Linked DNA regions of Mus musculus: all the other regions are linked to region 2. A link is a contact called in public Hi-C and HiChIP or PLAC-seq data. All regions are on one chromosome and are shown on one strand. The core of a region is the stretch at or near the end of the contact, and the rest is flanking DNA. Distances in the headings are between cores, read along the strand shown.

The links. Hi-C and Micro-C count contacts between places; a contact is called where the count stands out from the background. HiChIP or PLAC-seq counts read pairs in DNA pulled down with a chosen protein or histone mark.
Region 1: a contact with region 2 is called in a Hi-C map of cortical neurons, with 1.8 times the contacts expected there. The contact joins two enhancer-like sites. A contact is called at or near these places in 5 of 484 Hi-C or Micro-C datasets (the N1E-115 cell line, cerebral cortex, cortical neurons and 2 more) and 1 of 115 datasets of contacts at active chromatin or transcription factors (SST interneurons).
Region 3: a contact with region 2 is called in an H3K27ac HiChIP or PLAC-seq map of SST interneurons, with 5 times the contacts expected there. The contact joins two enhancer-like sites. A contact is called at or near these places in 1 of 39 promoter capture datasets (liver), 2 of 15 datasets of contacts at CTCF or cohesin (both in the NIH/3T3 cell line), 52 of 484 Hi-C or Micro-C datasets (B cells, the C2C12 cell line, the C3H10T1/2 cell line and 34 more), 14 of 115 datasets of contacts at active chromatin or transcription factors (the HPC-7 cell line, SST interneurons, bone marrow-derived macrophages and 9 more) and 1 of 9 other capture datasets (embryonic stem cells).

What each region holds. Positions count from the first base shown.
Region 1 is chr2:69,416,948-69,420,061 of GRCm38.p6, forward strand. No RefSeq gene overlaps it. Among named protein-coding and RNA genes, the nearest start is that of Gm36393, 13 kb to the left of the region's middle. Within about 2 kb of position 1,689, at least 39 of the 459 cell types and tissues checked have an H3K27ac peak or open chromatin away from gene starts, as enhancers often do. A contact at or near this core is called in cortical neurons, where this site is marked.
Region 2 is chr2:69,081,770-69,084,671 of GRCm38.p6, forward strand. The region is part of intron 8 of Cers6 (ceramide synthase 6); the gene reads left to right. Among named protein-coding and RNA genes, the nearest start is that of Gm39840, 47 kb to the right of the region's middle. Within about 2 kb of position 1,347, at least 22 of the 459 cell types and tissues checked have an H3K27ac peak or open chromatin away from gene starts, as enhancers often do. A contact at or near this core is called in SST interneurons and cortical neurons, where this site is marked.
Region 3 is chr2:68,780,777-68,783,953 of GRCm38.p6, forward strand. No RefSeq gene overlaps it. Among named protein-coding and RNA genes, the nearest start is that of Gm36174, 40 kb to the right of the region's middle. Within about 2 kb of position 1,790, at least 95 of the 459 cell types and tissues checked have an H3K27ac peak or open chromatin away from gene starts, as enhancers often do. A contact at or near this core is called in SST interneurons, where this site is marked.

The sequences.
Region 1 (3,114 bases), core at 439-2,938, 340 kb after region 2:
GGGTGAGACAGGAGGATCCTAAGAATTTCAAGACCAGCCTGGGCTACGAACTGAGATGCTGTCCCAGAAGACAAATCATGAAACCAACTAGAACAGGAAACAACTGAAAAATTCTGACGGCATTTGGTGGCTATAAATAGCCTAGTCACAAACACAATCCATAGAAGGTGTTTCAAACTTAGATGAGGAAAGGCACGAGGGACAGGTGATTGAAACTAAGAGGTGTTTGACCTAGCTCTCATTCCCCCGGGGATGTTCCTACAGACCCTGACATACACTTATTCCAGTCACCATTCTGAAAGTTGCCCTCAAAAACTCTTTAAAGACACACCTCTGTCTAGTAGACATGGTGAGTGCTGAACTCTAGTCTCTGACTCTCATATCTAACTTCATTTGCTGATGAGCCTGGTCTCCTAAAGGCCCCTTAAGGAATTTCTGACATCAGCTTGGCTCCAAGGCAGTGAGGTCTGAGTGCAAGCCTCCAGCTTGCCTGCCAACCCACTCTTAAACCGGCCCCTCTTTCACCCCACAACTTCTCTTCAGTTCCCAGGCCCAGAGAATGAATGGAAACCAAGTGATCTTTCTCCCACATCTTTACTCACCTCTTAGCACTATCAAGCAGACACTGGGAGGTGCCTGGTATTTATTTTAAAAAAGAAAAGGATTTCCTCAGCAAGAGCTCTTCAGCTTTTGCTTAGGCTTAAACGCCAGGAAGTAGCTGTTCCCATAAGAACCATCCAGAAATGAATAAAGCCAACCTAGTACGTGTCCTGGGTAGTGCTGTAAGAGTGCAGTCAGTGAACAGTCCACAGTCACAGGGAAAACCAGAGATCAAACCAGCTGTTGTCAGTCCTTGTGATAACCCAGAATAGTCCAGAAGTTAGTCAGAGGCAAATATAATGCTTTAAGTGATCAAAAGATATAGATGTGTGTATGCATGTATGTATGTATGTATGCATGTGTGCATTATGATGTCCCTATCTGCCAAGTCCTGCCCACCTTGGGTCCCCAAAGCTCACTGCCCCACTTAAAGAGAGGAAGCACAAGGGACCAACTGGCCACTTGGGGAAGCTGTGCAAGATGAAATGCAGGGGACAGTGGAGTGTCCCCATGTGCAAAGCCGCTGCATGGTGCCCCTCAAAGTTGAGCTCTTGGCACCAACTTTCCAAATTATGGGATGAGTGTTAGTCATATAGGTCTGGCATTAACATGCAAATAAGAATGCCCAAGTCCTCCACTTCACGCTTTAGGGTCCTCTTTTAAAATCCAGTCGCTAGCTATGGCTATAAAAGAGAGGGTAAAAAAATAGCGGGACCTTTGCATGCTTTTTCTCATTGAATTCTCTATCCTAAAGCCAAGGCACTTCTTAGACCAGAGAGAGGCAGGGAGAGGGAAGGCGGAGACTGTGAAAGCTTAAAGACATTTCACCTATTCTCACACAAAAGCTTTGCCTTGCATAAAGAGCTGCTACTCCATTCTGTCAATCAAATGTAATAGCTCTGTTTTCATTGCAACCACGGTATAAGAAAAGCCAAAGTCTGCTACAAAGCCCCCCTTCGTGTATTCAGGGACATCACAGGGAGGCTTAACCCGGTCATGTCTGTAAACTCACCAGGCTGCTAACTGTGTCTCTCTTCTTCTCTGTCTCTCCCGCCTACCTCTCTCCGGCCTGAATAATCGCTTTGACTTCCATACCCCTGGCTCCCTGGAGAGGGCCTGTGGGGAGGCACCACAGAGGCAAGCACGTCTCCATAAAGAGATGTGACAAATCGTTTGAGTAATGTGTTAGCAGAACAAAAGAACAAAAACCAAGCTTGCATCCTTAGCCGTGCTTCTCTGAGACAGGATGGGGGTGGCAAGGCCTCCCCACTCCTGTAACTGTGAGGGAGGGCAAGGGCAAACACAGAGCAGGCGCTGACTGGTCATCCCCATGCCAAAGGCAACATAACCTGCCGTACTGGTTAAAAACAAGCAAGCAACCACCACAAAAGCAAAACAGAAAACAAAAGCAAAACAAAACTGTAGTTTTGAGAGTACAGAACTAGGAAGAGATAGCTGGATGTCAAACAGAATATGACCACCTCATTCCACCACAAGAATTAAAAGAAAGGAAAGGAGGGGGAGGGGGAGGGAGAGAGGGAGAAAGCTGCCAACCTCCACCTCTGGCTATTAAAAAGTGACTAAATACCATGTTTCCAACCCATAATCTCTCTCCCAACAGCATCCTCCTGTTTTTAAAGCTGCCTTACCTGTGGATAAAGCACGGGTGCACACTTGGTTTTATGGACCCACCCACTGAGCTGGCTTAGGATCACCACCCCAGTATAGGCATACGGAAAAACCACCAGAAACTGTCCCCACCCCCATTCTCCTGAAGGGGCCACAAAGCCCAGGAAGGATTTCCTGAGCCTCCTCTGAAGGCAGCCAAAGGTGCAAAGGTCCTGTAGGCCTCGTGTGTGTCCCCTTCTGCTGTGTCCATCTGTCCTGCAGGTGTACACCAGCACTGACCACTTGTCATCAGAGCAAGCCCTGGAGTTCTCTCTCTCTCTCATGCTTCCTGTCTGTAGAGCGCTTGGTTGGGTGGAACTTCAATTGCTCTGGATGCTTTCTCTTGGTAGCCTGTCTCCTGCTATAGAAGTACCAACCATAAACATAGCAATGCGCGAAGACTAAACCCTTGAGGAGACAATACCTTCTTAGTGATAGTTTAGATTTTTTTTATCCTCTCCTATTGAGATGGGGACAATTTTAGAAATTATATCTTTTAAATACAGAAAATGACCTTTCCAGATACCCAAAATAACACCCAAAATAACAGAAGAGCAGGAGAGCATGGGCTGCTGCTACCTCCTGACCGAAAGGGTATCTGCGTTCTTTCTGCCCTTGGCCTCTCTTCTCTGTGTCCTCCAGCAGGTCAGCGAAGTCACGTTGGTGTTGGTGCCCCCTCTGAGCAGGGGACACAAACCACTATTGTCTTCTTTCAAGCAATATTTGCCAATGGGTCAATTGAGACCAATGACATTTGGAGAGAAAGAGAGAGAGAGAAAGAGAGAGAGAGAGAGAGAGAGAGAGAGAGAGAGAGAGAGAGAGACTGATCCTGCAATCCTGCTATTT
Region 2 (2,902 bases), core at 97-2,596:
CAGTTTGATCTCTAGAGCCCCCATAACTGTTTAAGGCAGTAGTTCTCAACATGGGGGGTGTGACGCCTTTGGGAAGTCAAATGACCCCTTTCACAGGGGTTGCCTAAGATCTTCAGAAAACACAGATGTTTGCATTAAGATTCATAGCAGTAGCAAAATTACAGTTATGAAGTAGCAATAAAAATCATTTCATGGTTGGGGGTTACCATAATATGAGGAACTATATTAAAGGATTGCAGCATTAGGAAGGTTGAAAACTGCCGGGCGTGGTGGCGCACGCCTTTAATCCCAGCACTCGGGAGGCAGAGGCAGGTGAATCTCTGAGTTCTAGGCCAGCCTGGTCGACAGAGTGAGTTCCAGGACAGCCAGGACTACACAGAGAAACCCTGTCTCGAAAAACCAAAAAAAAAAAAAAGGAAGTTTGAAAACCACTGGTTTAAGGAAAAAAGAGATTTCACAGATTGTTCTTTGGCCTTCACACATATATGCCTTGGCACACACAGCCACACATTAACATCACACACACACTAATAATGATGATGGTAATATTTTAATTAGTGTTAACCATCAAATGGTAAAATATTTTAAATGACTTTATTAAGCATCTTAACCAGTAACAAATGAACAAGACAAAGATAGTTATTTGCTGCATTGATTAATATAACTCCATGAGTTGAGATTTTAGCTCACCAAATTTTCCTCATCTTTGGTAGAAACAGAAGGATCTTTTGTATCTTGTGTGCTACTGTACCCTGTGGTAAAGCAAAGGACACTTAAGTTGACAAAGGTACCTTTTGAACTTGTCCTACTCCATCTATTTGGGGGTGGGGGGAGGGGGGTGCAGCTCTGAAAGCGTCTCTGTGCAGAAGGCCTTGGAATTACCACAGTTCCAGAAAACTACATTACATTATGAACACAATTTGCAAAGTCAGCACTTTGCAGAAAGGGTCAGCAACCTTCTCTTTGCATTAAGCTGACAGTCGCTCCCAGAAGTAAGTTAAATCTACTGCGAAAAAGCAACAGAGGCAGCCAGCTGAGATGGCTAAGTAGTGAGTTATTCAGCCCTTCTCCCCTTCTTTCTCTTCCTGACGATATGATCGCATTTTTTTCTAATTTAAACTTCGAGAAGTCCTGTGCTCTCTGTGACAGCCACAGGACTGTCTGAAGCATTGCCCTGGTGGTATCTGATAGCCACTAGCTCTTTTTTTTAACCCCTTGACACTTAGGAATAAATTCCAGCAAGGCAGGAATCTTGTCTGCTCCGTTTGCCCAGCACTGTGTGCAGTGCCCAGTGCTGATTCATCTTCCCAAAGAGCTCTGCACCTGCTCTGCATTTTGATTTGGGTGTTTCTATGATAACGCTCATCTCCCCCTTTCAGGGTGATAGACAGGAAGGAACATTCTGAAAGGAACAGTGATGCTCTCTTCTGAGGCTGTGCCTTCTACCTAATCCCCCTACAACTGTCTTCCCTTCTACCTGATCTCCCTATAATTGTCTCATCTCTCCCCACATGCAGTCCCCTGATGAGGTATGCTGAGCTCTATCCGGTGTTGTGTGTAGGGTTCTGGAATTGAGGTTGCCTGTATCAGACAACTGTCTTGTGTCTATCTCTTTGTCTTGTTTTGTTTTTAACATTTTTTTAATCCATATGTCAAAGGTATGGCCGAGATAATGAAAGTTTGCCTTATTCTAAATGTAACTCCCCTCACAGCTGGGACCGTTATTTTTTTTCCATCTCTGACCTACTTTTCGAAACCCCACAGTGAGTTGAAATAAAGCAATCTGTTGTTTTGTTTCTGTGTGATGCAGACAGGTCCATGTGATACATATATACTTGATACATATAGAGATCTATCAAATACTTATCGGTCATACAGTCAAATTGAAAGCTTGATTACTTTAGGGGAAATAAAGGCAAATCAGTGTAGTCACTGCTGGTTTTGAAACCATATGTGTATTCTTCATGCATAAATGGAAGGATTGGAAGAGGTCTTAATACCTTCTAGCTCTGAATTTTCTAGGAACTACAGTTTGGCAGTTAGAAGGGATTGTGACCTTCTAGTAAGAAATATTTATGAAGTGATAACAGCAGGGGACTTGGGGAGCAGGAGCAGTCAGTAGTGAAGGAGAGACCATACACATAGCTTACATGTTTTAAAAGTTGGCAGCCTATAAAAGCAAAGAAAGACAGTGGCCAGCAGTCAGGAAGGCCATGCTCCAGTTTAAACAGTGGGCATGTCCCAGGTGCTGCAACTGGAGGATGCCAAATGGAAAGCTGTGACGTGACGGTAGGTCTAAGTGGCTTGTATCCTGTGCTACTTTAAAAGCTAATGACTCAGCCGGGCGGTGGTGGCGCACGCCTTTAATCCCAGCACTTGGGAGGCAGAGGCAGGAGGATTTCTGAGTTCGAGGCCAGCCTGGTCTACAAAGTGAGTTCCAGGACAGCCAGGACTACACAGAGAAACCCTGTCTCAAAAAAACAAAATCAAAACAAAACAAACAAACAAAAAAGCTAATGACTCCATCATGACTGTAACAAACACATCAGTGCGGCAGTGAGAGCCCGTCTGTCAGCATCAGCAACAGCATTAGTCAGACTGTATTTGTGAGCATATTTGCTTAGGTCTCTTCTAAATACCCTTCACTTTTCTCTCAGAGAAACCCAGTTCATCGTATTCTGAAAAGGAGCGGCCGTAAAGGACTGATCCTGTCTGAAGCACTTTGGTATAAAAGTTGCTTAGCAGTGGGGCAGAAAAGAAAAAAAGCAATTAAGTTTATATTTAGTGATCTATCTATACACATCTGGAGCACATTTGGGAAAGAATTCAAAAGGGCCAATTCATTGCATGCCTCCTGCTACAGAACGAGTGTGGGAGTCAAGCTGCGATTTCCACAGCATCA
Region 3 (3,177 bases), core at 540-3,039, 300 kb before region 2:
CAGGGCTAGAATCAATGCTCTTCTCAGCAAAGGCAGCAGCTCACTTTTATCAGCTCTGGATGGGGCTGTTGAACAGACTCGGAGCCTCCTTAAGTTCCCAATGACCCCTAAAGTAGCAGTTCCTGTGAGTATGTGGTGAAACACAGGGTTGGACAAAGAGGGACCAAGGACTAAGAGACTTTACTTCCCAGCAAAGAATAGTCTATACCCAAAACAACCCCTTTCAAGAAGTCACTAGAGGCTAAAGAAAGACTGAATTAATGAAGGGGAAACAATAGTATATGCATAATGACATGTAACAACATGGAGATATTAATATTTCAAGAAGAAAAAATCCAGTGACATAATGTATTTGGAAATCAATTTTTAAGTCTGCCTTATACGGAAGCTTCCAGCAGAAAGGACATGAAACTCAAGTCTCGTGCCCATGAGCAGACACAGCAAGACAAGCTGGATTCCAGGCAATAAGGCAGAAAGATCAAAGTGGATGCTCAGCCTCTGTGTAAAGAAGATCGAGCAAGTGAACAAGAAGTTTATCACTGCCGAAGATTCAGGCTAAGGACTCTAGCTCAGTGCACCAGAACCTTAGTATGTGGCAGAGTGTCAAAGAGAATTCTTCAGGGTCACCCTGGAGAATGTCATCAAAAAGAGGAGCAACATGACTGTGGCTTCCGGGAGTGCCATCATTCTGACTTGACCAGTCAGGTTTGCAAAGAGGCTGACTCCCCCTGTGTGTAGCCAGGGAGGTAGAAAATTCAAAGGACTGAGAAGAGAATTAAGCTCGGCAAACAGCGCTGTGTAAAATGTATGTCTCTAGGCGCTCTTCTAATCCACATAAATTTGCTTATCTACGGACTGGGAGGGCCTTGAACATGAATTCTTTGAATGTTTGTATGTGCCTTCGAGGACAGGGGATGACCGCAGATGTTACTCAGATGTTTGCCACTGTGTTAGGACCTCACTACTCTCTTTAAGTCTGCCTGGCAGAACCAGTGGTCCTACTATCTCCATATAGCAAATGCTGAGATACAAGAGTGTGCACGTGAGCTGAAGAATCAAACTCCGGTCCGCCAGCTTCTTCAGGGAACACTTTGCCGATTAAGCCATCTTCTCCAGGCCTATGACTTCTAAAAGTGTTTCTCAGGAGCTGTCAGAGGGCCGGGGCAGTGAATCAAGTTAAGAATTGAAAGAGATATGCTCACAACTAACTGCAAGTCTATATGAAGCAGCCCAAGTTAGATCCATCTGAGCCAGCCTATAGTACCAATAGAGATGAAAACAAATTGTTTTGGCTCGCTGTTTGGAATCATTCTGCAGGAACAGAGAATTGAAACATCACCCCAAGTTTCAAAATTCTTGTTCCTGATTGACTAGTAGCTCTTATGGCCCATGTGTCCTCCATCTTGTGCCATCACCGTATCCGTGGGAAAATCATGAAGGATGATGAGTCTGGGAGGCAGAGGGGGTCTGGTCTGACCATATCTGGAAGTAAATCTAACACTTCCACCTGTATTTCATCAGGCAGATCTCTCTTGGACGATTGGGCCTGACCCAGGGATATCTGGGAAATGTAGTCCAGCTGTGGGTTAACTGTGTAAAGGTTGATCTCTAGATCACAAACTGACGTCCTCCCAGGAAACTTCTGAGTGTGAGGTAGGCGCAACAGTATGACACAAATATATGAACTTGTCACTCTGTTCCATTCTAATGCCCCTTTATACTTTATTCCCTGGCCTTTGTAATTATTCACCACCGGAAGTGACACCGAAGTGTCTGGGGCTGGGAGGAAACAGTCTTGTAACTTGAGACTAAGGGTGCCTCTGATCAGGAAATGGGGGCTCTGGAGACACTTTCTGTCGATCTCCCAGTCCCTGATTCATACTTCCTACATCGAGTCTACTTCTGTTAGGCATTTGTGGATGTTGTTGTCCTCCTGGCCATGCTGAAGTTGATGCTTTGGTTTATCTCCGAAGCCCTGCTCTTATCTGTCTTGGCAGCGTTTTTGCTTCCACTCCTGGCAGTTCGATGTCTATTTTAGTACTTCTTCCTCGCATGGCCCGTTGCACACGTACAGATGAGATGTCCAAATGAGCGCTAGCCACTTGCAGGAATCTGAATAAATTGCATCCTTCCTTTTCTCCTTTCTCAGTGAGACGCAGCAGGCTGAGGGTTACAGGAAGGAGCTGCTGAGGAGAGTGGGAAAATGATTCATTGTTTAAAAACAGCCCTCATGTGCACAAGGCAGCTCTGAGACAACAGCTCCCTATCTCCTGCAATTTTCCTCCTATTCTACCCCCATCCTTTATTCTCGTAGACTGTTTAGTATTAAATTTTAACCCAGAGTTCTACAGAATGCCCGGAAATTATTGTGCTGCTTCAGGGTAGGAACAGCCCCCATTTTCAGGTTCCCTTCAGTCCTTACCCTAGTTAATGGCAAATGTCTGACCATTAGCATCCGGAGAAAGACACGCCAGTTTGTCATTATTTTCTCCAGTGGCAAATAGTGATAAATGCTGAAAGGCCCTTTCCATGATGTGGTATTGTTCCTATGCTGGAACCACAGTTGATTAGGGGATAGAGGGATGCCATTTTCAAAGATACAAGTCCATCTTATGAGGTGCACTGGCCCTGGTCTCAAAATTATGGTCAAAGTTTGTGGAAGAAAGAGTATTTCCAGTCTTTCCATTTTTCTTGCTTCCAGTCCTGGCTACCTTAAGTCACTCTAGACTGGAATCTCAGATATTTGTTAACTGCTCAGAGTGTTCCTTGATGGTCTTTCCTCAGTGTAAAGAGCAGTGAGTTGATGGTAGACTCCAGCAACTCCAGTAACTGAAGTCCACATGGGCACTGCCTACTCTAGCTGCCCACAGAGGGATCTGCACAGAGCAAAGTCAGGCAGCCTCACATTGAGGTGAGGACCTGTCTCATCCCCAGCCTCCCATACAGATGCTCACACGTGAGATACCGTGGGCCACACGGAGAATGTTCTGGGAGCTTCAGTTTCAGATGCTCAGTGTTCTGTGTTTCCCCAGACCTAAACTAAGGAAGAGTTTCTCAAGGAGACACCTGCTCTCACCGCCATCTTTGTGTTCCTCCTCTCTGGAGATGCAGACAGGGAGGAAGCAGGGCCGGGGAATGTGGACGAACAAGGAAGGTGCTGGAGAAGTGAAGCGCACT